2 separate regions of the Rattus norvegicus genome follow, and region 2 is linked to region 1. The links are chromatin contacts, called in public Hi-C maps. All regions are on one chromosome and are shown on one strand. The core of a region is the stretch at or near the end of the contact, and the rest is flanking DNA. Distances in the headings are between cores, read along the strand shown.

Region 1 (4,806 bases), core at 1,188-3,687:
TTCTCAGTAATTTTCCATCTATGAATATACCATAGCTAATTTATTTATTCACCACTAGGGTAACACCTTATTAATTGTAAATAAAGTCACTGTAATATTTCCACATATATCTTTGTATTAACATAAACTTTCATTTGTCACAGTCAGTTATCCAGCAATGGAATCATCCAATTGACACACGAATATAATGGCTTTTCATGCAACACAGTATGTTTTCCAAATTGGTTGTTCCATTTTGCACTTCCACCAAAACTGACCAGACCCAGAGTACATATAGCTCAGTGAATTCCTATACTGCCAGAGTAGCAGCTCAGTGAGCCCCTGTACTGTCGGAGCCACAATTCTGAAGGCATGGGTTTCGCACCATCAGATGTACTTACCCACCACCAAAACCCTGGGAAACTGCAGCAGGATAGAACTGGAAAAGCAACTCGCCTTATTTTCTCTCTTATACCTTCCGGGTCCTTTACCTCCACTCAGTCCTTCCTCATCACCCCTCCATGCCTTTTACTGTCCTTCCATGTCATTTGTTTACAGATATATAGACAGACATGGGCTACAGTCCACACATTAGAAAGAAAATGCAGTGTTTTCTCTTTCTGAGATTGTGTGACCTTGCTTAACTTTATAGATTCCAAGTCCTTCCATTTTTTCTGCAAAAATTTAAATTTCATTTTTCTTTAGAGCTGAACAGAATCCATGTTATTTATTGTCTCAGTTACTGCTTCCATTGCTGTGAACAGACACCATGGTCAAGGCAACTCTTATAAAGGAATAATTGGGGCTGGCTTGCAGGTTCAGAGGTTCAGGCCATTAACATCATGGCAGGAAAAATGGCAGTGTCCAGGCAGGCATGATACTGGAGAAGGAGCTGAGAGTTCTGCATCTTTTTTTTTTTTTTTTTCCGGAGCTGGGAACCGAACCCAGGGCCTTGCGCTTCCAAGCGCTCTACCACTGAGCTAAATCCCCAGCCCCTCGAGAGTTCTGCATCTTGATCCAATTGCAGCAAGGAGAGATTATCTTCCAGTAAGCCAGGAGGGTCTCAAAGCCCACCCCCACCGTGACATACTTCCTCCAATAAGGCCACACCTACTCTAACAAGGCCATGCTTCCTAATAGAGCTACTCCCTGGGCCAAGCATATTAAAACACATGAGTCTATGGTGGTCAAACCTATTCAAATCACTACATATATGTACCAAGTTTTGCTTATAGATTCACTCATTGATGGAAAACTAGGGTGGTCCATACCCTTGTTATAGAACATATAGAACATAAACGGCAAGGATGCAAAGAACCCCAAGAGAGAGTATGAAATTCTCTGGATGTATGTCCAGGTGTGAAACGCTGGGTTGTATAGTAGTTTTGTGTTTAAGTTTTTTAGAAACCGCCGAACTTATTTCCGTAGTGTCTATATTAGTTTGCACCCCACTAACACTGAATAGGGGTTCTTCTCTCTCCACAACCTGTCAAGCATTTGTTGTCAAATCTCTTGACAATAGCCATTCTGACTGGGGTAAGATGGCATCTCAAAGGAGTTCTAGTGTGCAATTTCCCAATGGAGATAGTCAACACTTTCAAAAATAATTATTTGCGTCTTTTATTTCAAAGAGTCTATTCACTTGCATATTTGTTGATCGATAAAACTTAGGATTTTGCTAAGCATACTTAATGGATATTGCAACTTTCTAATGGATTACTATGGTGGTTTGAATATACTTGGCCAGGAAGTGACACTATTAGGAGGTGTGGCCTTGTGGGAGGAAGTGTGTCACTGTGGGGGTGGACTTTGAGACCCTTCTAGCTGCCTAGAAGCCAGTCTTTTCCTGTTTGACTTTGGAACAAAATGTAGGACTCTCAGCTCCTCCAGTACTCAGATGCTGCCAGGCTTCCTGCCTTGATGATAATGACCTGAACCTCTGAACCTGCAAGTCAGCCCCAAATAAATGCTAGTTATAAGAGCTGCCTTGTTCATGGTGTCTCTTCACAGTAATGGAAACCCTCACTAAGACAATTACTTAGTATATAAAATTAGTATCACTTAGAAATATATGTGGAAATATAAAAACTAACATTTCAAAGAGTTAAAGCTGTCTCTGAAAGCAGGACTAAGGGGGACAGTGTTCTTGGAGAGGGTTTTGTACTACTGGATTTCTAAAATTATGCACACATTAGTAGCATAAATACTTATAAAATAAACCCACCCATCCAAAGATTTAGGGGGTCAAACTTGTTACAGCTGGTTTCCCCAAGTTTTTCTTTACATATTTCAGTTTTAAGTGGTGTATATTTTTTATCTAGTAAAATTTGTTTTTCTCTAAAATATGAATTTATCCTAGCGGAACTTATTAACTAGTCTTATTTACTTCTCCAAATCAGCTTTAAGTACTCTTAAATCAGTTATTTGTATGGGTTGTTCCTACACGATCTATCCACCAGGCAACAGCTGATTTCTGAGACTTCTGAGACAAAACAACCAAGAATAAGCGGGGCTCCAGGCAGTTCCCGTAAACTTGAAGGCTCATGCGGAGATTAACGTCACTTCCCGGGTCAGTCAAACGCTATGGCCACTAACGCGGAGCAGAGGCGGCGGCCGGGAGTTGGGGTCGGCGTGGTGGTGTTGAGCTGCGAGCATCCTCGTTGCGTCCTTCTGGGGAAAAGGAAAGGGTCGTTTGGAGCCGGCAGTTTCCAGCTTCCTGGGGGCCACTTGGAATTTGGGTGAGCAGGACGACCTCGGGGAAGCGGAAGTCTCGGGAATGTCACTAGACCGCACTACATAATCGGTCCGTGTGAAGCGCGTCAGTGCGCAATTGAGTTCCGTGTGTTCTCTGTGGCCCCGGTGTCCTCTGGGATCCCGCCAGGAGGGGCCGCTGTTCCAGGACCGGGCCCCATACGTCCTCGCTCTGCCCTCTCCTGGCTGCAGGTGGAAGTCGTTTGTATTTCTTGTTTTTTGTTTTTTTGTTTTTTTGTTTTTTTTTTTTTCCGGAGCTGGGGACCAAACCCAAGGCCTTGCGCTTCCTAGGTAAGCGCTCTACCACTGAGCTAAATCCCCAGCCCCCAATCGTTTGTATTTCTTAGTGCTTACTGAGAAAGTGGATGTTTATGAAAAACTGGGACTCTTCCCTTTGTCTCATGAGATTAAAATATATCAGTTTTGTGAGACTGGTCCCGCCGCTTCTGAGAGGTGGATGTGTCAATCCCACGAGGCGGAAGAGTAGTGAAGTCAGTTTCTATGCAATCGTGAAGAAACCCTGGCTGTGCTCAAAAAAAACAAAAAAAAAAAACAAAAAAAAAACAACCTAATCCGAGTGTGTAGCTTAAAAATAAAAGTATCTTAATCACCCAGATCCAGTGTGGTTTCCTATAGTAATGTATAGTAATATAAAACACTTGGAAGGTAAAGCTTCAAGACTTCCTATGCCTTATCAAGTACCATACTTGATTTTATAGACTATTTAAAAGGAAATCCTAGACCTCGTATTTTCCGTGATTATCTTGGGTCACTATTATCTAATAGATTTATTTATTTATAAGAGACAGAGATCTGCTTGCCTCAGCTTCCTGAGTGCTGGGATTGTGTCATGGCTGATTGACTGGAGGTGCCCCTCACTGGCTGTCCATCATAGGGAAGGGAAACATTACCAGGCTGACAACTTCCTTCCTCGTGAAGGTAATCTGTACTTCCTGTGTGGCCTGGAAGCACAAGCTTCACAAGCCCCTTAACAAGAATCACATCCTTCTCTGTTGCCTAATGGCTCAATTTTGAAACATGAGGAAGGCATTGAATGTACTTTCAAAACACAACAACCCCTTAAGAAAGTTAATGTTTCCATTTTCCCTGAGTACAGTTGACTCAATAGCCTGGGTCTTGTTGGTGGTGATAATGGATTGTTTTTTTGTTGTTTTTGTTTTGGGTTTTTTTGGGGGGAGGGAACATTGAGACAGGGTTTCTCTGTACAGTCTTAGATATCCTGGAATTTCCTCTGTAGACTAATCTGGCCTCAAACTCACAGAGAACCACCAACCTCTGCCTCCAAAGTACTGGGATTAAACGCCTGTACCACCACCCCGCAGAGAAAACCTGGGTTCTTACCTGACACACTAAACTGCACCCTTACTGCCTAAGTCTATCTCCAGGCCTGGGAATTAATGCTGGTGGTTAAATGTTAAGTTTTGTCTAACATAAAGCCGTTTGGGTCTTCACTAAATATAGAATATGCATAATGTTTAGATGGAAGAGTTTTTTATCATCTTAAAGCATAAACTAATTACTGTTGATTTTACTTTATACCACAACTTTCCAACCAGGAATCTCACCTCATGCAAACACTGAGCAGGCTGTGTTTCTTTTTCCAGTGAGACCTGGGAAGAATGCGCTCAGAGGGAAACCTGGGAAGAGGCTGGGCTTCGCCTGAAAAATGTGCGCTTTGCTTCGGTGGTAAATACTTTTGTTGAGAAGGAGAATTACCATTATGTCACCATATTAATGAAAGGAGAGGTGGACGTGACTCACGAGTCAGAACCAAGGAATATGGAACCAGAAAAGAATGAAAGTAAGAGAATGGGATAAAACAAGGTGTTATTCCTCAGAGCATCATTGCCATGTGAAGAGAATTGGATTCTCTTTGTGTCTGTGCCCTCAAAAATTCATGTGTTGGAGCTAAGAATGGGGACTGTAATCCCAGCACTTAGGGGATAGGGAGGAGAGACAGAAAGATCTCTGGGAGTTTGAGGCCACCCTGGTTTACATAGAAAGTTCCAGGCTATCTGGGCTACATACAGAGATAACATCTCAAAAAGAGAGAAA
Region 2 (4,274 bases), core at 335-2,834, 1.3 Mb before region 1:
ATAGGAAATACTCTCTGGTTATTAGCGCAGTATGTAAACACAGTAAACATGTAACTGCAGTCACAGATATCTGTATCTTACCTTTATTCTTTTATTAGTAGTCCATAAAATGTGTTTTTTAATTTTATTTTTTATTATTTTAATTTTTAATTAATTAATTTTATATTTAATTGATTTTATTTTTAACCATAAAATGTGTTTTGATCATAGTCATGCTCCCTCCTCAATTTCTCCCAAATTCACCTCCCTTTCCCTATCTACTCAACTTTGTGTTATTAAAAACAATCAAAACCAATTTGTGTTGCCCAAATATTCCTAGATGTGTAGTCTTCTTCTGGAAGGTGGTAAACTTGTGAGGGGTTATACTCTTGGAGAAAACTCTGCCTCTCTCTCTCTCTCTCTCTGTTTTTAAGGGATGCTGAGGGTAAAACCCACAGCTTTGTGCATGTTAGGCAGATGGTCTTCTCTTAAGCCACACCCCCAGGTACAAGACTTACTCTTTTTGAATGGTTCTAGTGAGCTCCTGAACTTCGTTGGGTCTACAGTGTATATGGGAACAAGACCACGTAGGGGCCACAGCTCCTCATTCTGTCGAGAGAATTCAGAGATGATTTAATCATAGCCATGTTCTCTGGAATTCTATTAGAAGCCTGACTAGCCCATGACATTTCATTCAAATCATTCCAGTTGCTCTTAGAAGCATTTTGTTGTTTTAATTTTGTCGAATTCACCTCACCCATGAGTAACTAACTGCACATTTTCCTTCTGATTCATAAGAAAATCTCCTTCCAGAGAATAGATAAACAGACCCACCCTACTTTCAGAGCACCAGAGAGGCAGATGATTAAAGACATGTATGTTGAAACGTCTAGCTGTGACTTGATTATTCTTTATTTCTTTTTTGACTCCATGGTTACTTTAAAACATTTCTTATTTATGTTGATTTACTGCCCCTCTTTTAAAGAGAACCTGCTTAGGATGAAGAACATTAGCAATGGAGTCAGGAACTAGTGACATCTAGTATTCTTCCTTTCTTTTTTAGTTAAAGTACCTTTGTGAATTCTACAACAATCTGAAGACATCTGTCCTTGGTACATATAACTGCTTCTTAGCATTACCTAGGGTGGCTAAACCAGCCCCAGGGTGGTGGCATTTCCTCAAGGGTTACCTTGTCATAAGCCCCCCTCCAGGCAGTATCATTGGATAGATCTTTTAAGCAAGCTGCGTATTAATTAGGTTAATTTGTAACCAACTTGGAGGGCTGAATAAGTAAACACGAATTTTGTAAAGTTCATTGAATGGTCTGTACATGACCTCAGTGCTATCCTCAGACTTCTCACATGTAATGGGGAAGAACTGTGTAGAACAGACACATTGGGGCTTCCGTGAACACACCTCCTGAGAGAATAAGTGAGGTGTTCAACACAGCTCCGGTGGGCAGCGATGTGCCCAGCCTCCACAACGTCACATTCCTACTTCCCTGTCTACCACATTTCCCTCCTCTTTTCATCTTGCACATTGGTAATCTGAACCTCACTCACTCTTGGCGCTGTTCTCAGAATCACCCTAACTCAAGACATGATGAGTAATGGCACACATTACTTTTCAATACCAGAAAGAAATGTGGGACAGGAAGTACATGTTGTGCTGTTCTCCAGGAGGCAGAATAAACACCATCTGAAGATCTCATAATTTAAATTATAAGTAAAGACCTAAATAACCTTGGCTCCCTTTCAACAAGAATCTAGCTATAAATAAATAAATAAATGATATTTGTCACCATGAGTTCTGAATCTATTTGGGCTTTCAATTTTTAACCCTTCAGGGAAACAGATCCCAAATAATAGGTTCCATTTTTCTTTAAGAAATCTGGAGGCCACTACAAAAAGCAACTGTTTATCTTATAACAGCTATGAAACTGTTTAAAAGAGGGTCTGACTGAGAAAACGCTTCAGCAGGAAACATTTGTGTTTATATCTCCATCTTGGTTTCATAGCTTACAAATTTCTTAGGTCACTGGTGATTTATCCCAGGATTACTGTTACAAAAGTTTGCTACCATTTATGTGACACTCATTCATCTATAGAATTTAAGAGTTCCAGAATGTTCTTTACCTTGGCCCATCGATGTCTAAAGGACTAGGCTTCCCAACATTCAGATAAGTTCAGAACTAGAACAGGCTCTTCAATGATTATCTCTAAGTCTTTGGTCTACTTTCTAAGTAAAGGAAACAATTTCCCAAGGTCAGACAAGAGCAGCAGACCAGACCTGAGTTTTCTGTCTGTCTTCAGCTGCAACTAGGCCACCTAAAGGAGGTTCCAAGTAAGCAGAAAGACTTCAGATTGTGTGCTGCTGGCTCTGTGAACATACTGGTGTTAAACTGTAATGCTCTTCAATTCCTCTTAGTGCCTACCAAAACTAGTTGATAAACCCTCCTGCTGAAGACACCACATACCTTCAATGGAACGCAGAGAGAAAACAAGCTGGCATTGAGCTGAGAGATTTACCTCTGCGAGCTACCTTTCATAGTCCTAGACGGTGCTACACAGGATGCTGGGAGAGTAGAATGGTTGTTCTTGGTTGTCAGCTTGACTAAATATGGAATTAAATAGATCCCAAGTGGCTGGCTACACCTGAGAACCTGGGAGGGATTCTCATTTAACTGGATCTTTACAGGTAGGAAGACTTTAACTTCACATCGCATGAGGTCAGAGGACCCGCCGTAATTTTGGGCCATAGCTTCTGGTGGCAGCCTACGTAAAGAACAAAGATGAAAGAAACCTTTACTGTTTGCCTGCTCGCCCTCAGCTTTGTTTCAATGGAAGCCTACTTATCTGCGATCTGATGCATACTGAAGACCAGCTGAGATATCTGGGCTCATGGACAAAACAATTACTGGCTTCTTGGACTAGGGCACTCTAATAAATTCCATAAATATATATGAATTGCAATGTCCACCCGCCGGACAGTATGTGCTCACTGGTGCAATGGTGGCGTGATTGTTATGGACGGGTGAATGAAAGACTCTAGAAAGGAACTGAGCCTTCAACTGCGTCTCTGCAAGGGTGACTAACTGACTAGCGCCTCAGCGATGGCAGACAGGTTCAGAAGCAACAGCATTTCTCTTGGGCCATCTGTCCCCTAAATAGGTCTGTGTCTGATCTAACAGCCTGTGTCTAACCGATAAGACCTTTGCAAAGTACTAGCTTAACAAAAGCTCAGCTTCTACTCACAAAGAGGACTGAATATCATTGGCTCGCATACGAGGTTTATAGCTGAGATTTCTCCACTGTGCTGTAACTGCCGACTTAATTGTTTTTACCAATGTATTTTTAAAATGCCTGATCGACTCCCTTTTTTTTTTTTTTGTTTTTTGTTTTACTACTATATGTTACCATGTTGGAACATGGAATTTTGGGTAATCTAAATCAGTGTTCCCAGGCCACAGTCTCTCAGATTTCTTTAGCCTCAGAATAAACTATTTCTTATCCCCTTCGCAAAAGAGTGGTGCTGTTGTGTTAACAAGGGTAGCCAACAAGTCTCTGACTGGATTTGAGGTTCACTCCGCAGGAGGGAATTCATTCAGGACACTGTAATCTCAGTGAAAAATGCACATTGGCAGGTCTTAGGCCCTAGGTGGAAACTTCCTATTGTGCTGCTCGATTGGCATGGACTTAAACCGCCTTCTAAATATTTACTGCTATGGTAAATCATTTCCATAGACACATGCTGATCTTAGCCTTAATCAGAGAGACTTTTCTTCCCAGGGAGCAGAAGCGAATACAGAGACCCAAGCTGCTCTAGCTGCCAAGGAAAAGTGATGGCTGAATGCTTGGCCTTAAACACGACTTTATTTTTAACCACCCCTGGTAAGGCTCAGGGAACACTGAGGAAAAGGAGAAGGAAAAAAAGTAAGAGCCAGGAGATGCAGCGAAAGTCTTTGAAAGGCTACCTCCTGGGCATGACAGCCATTGCAATCAGGATTCCGCAGCATCTGAGGCTGCCTCTGCTGGACTTGCACAACACCACAACACGAAGTCCATCATGGGTCAGGAAAGAGCCCCAGAGCCCATCCCTCTGCAGATCTATGGCTACCTGTAGCTCCTGGACAAGAAGCAATCATTGTCTTCAGAGCTGTGCCACGGGTGAATGCACCAAGCTCCAGTGGACAGTCTGAAACCCACACCCACACAAATGGTCCTGGTTAAAATCAGCGCACCATAAAACAACACAAAAGACACACAGGAATGCGGGGAAGGGCTTGAAGGCAAGAG

What was found. Hi-C and Micro-C count contacts between places; a contact is called where the count stands out from the background.
Region 2: a Hi-C map of the A7r5 cell line shows a contact between it and region 1, with 4 times the contacts expected there. The contact joins the enhancer-like site here to the promoter of Nudt15 in region 1. A contact is called at or near these places in 6 of 12 Hi-C or Micro-C datasets (the A7r5 cell line, the Rat2 cell line, Schwann cells and 3 more).

Annotation. Positions count from the first base shown.
Region 1 is chr15:55,121,014-55,125,819 of GRCr8, reverse strand. It overlaps Nudt15 (nudix hydrolase 15), which reads left to right and starts at 2,437. Exons shown (of 3, transcript NM_001106049.2): 1 at 2,437-2,717; 2 at 4,356-4,552. The coding sequence starts at 2,563.
Region 2 is chr15:56,434,506-56,438,779 of GRCr8, reverse strand. No RefSeq gene overlaps it. Among named protein-coding and RNA genes, the nearest start is that of Esd, 16 kb to the left of the region's middle. Within about 2 kb of position 1,584, at least 4 of the 93 cell types and tissues checked have an H3K27ac peak or open chromatin away from gene starts, as enhancers often do. A contact at or near this core is called in the A7r5 cell line, where this site is marked.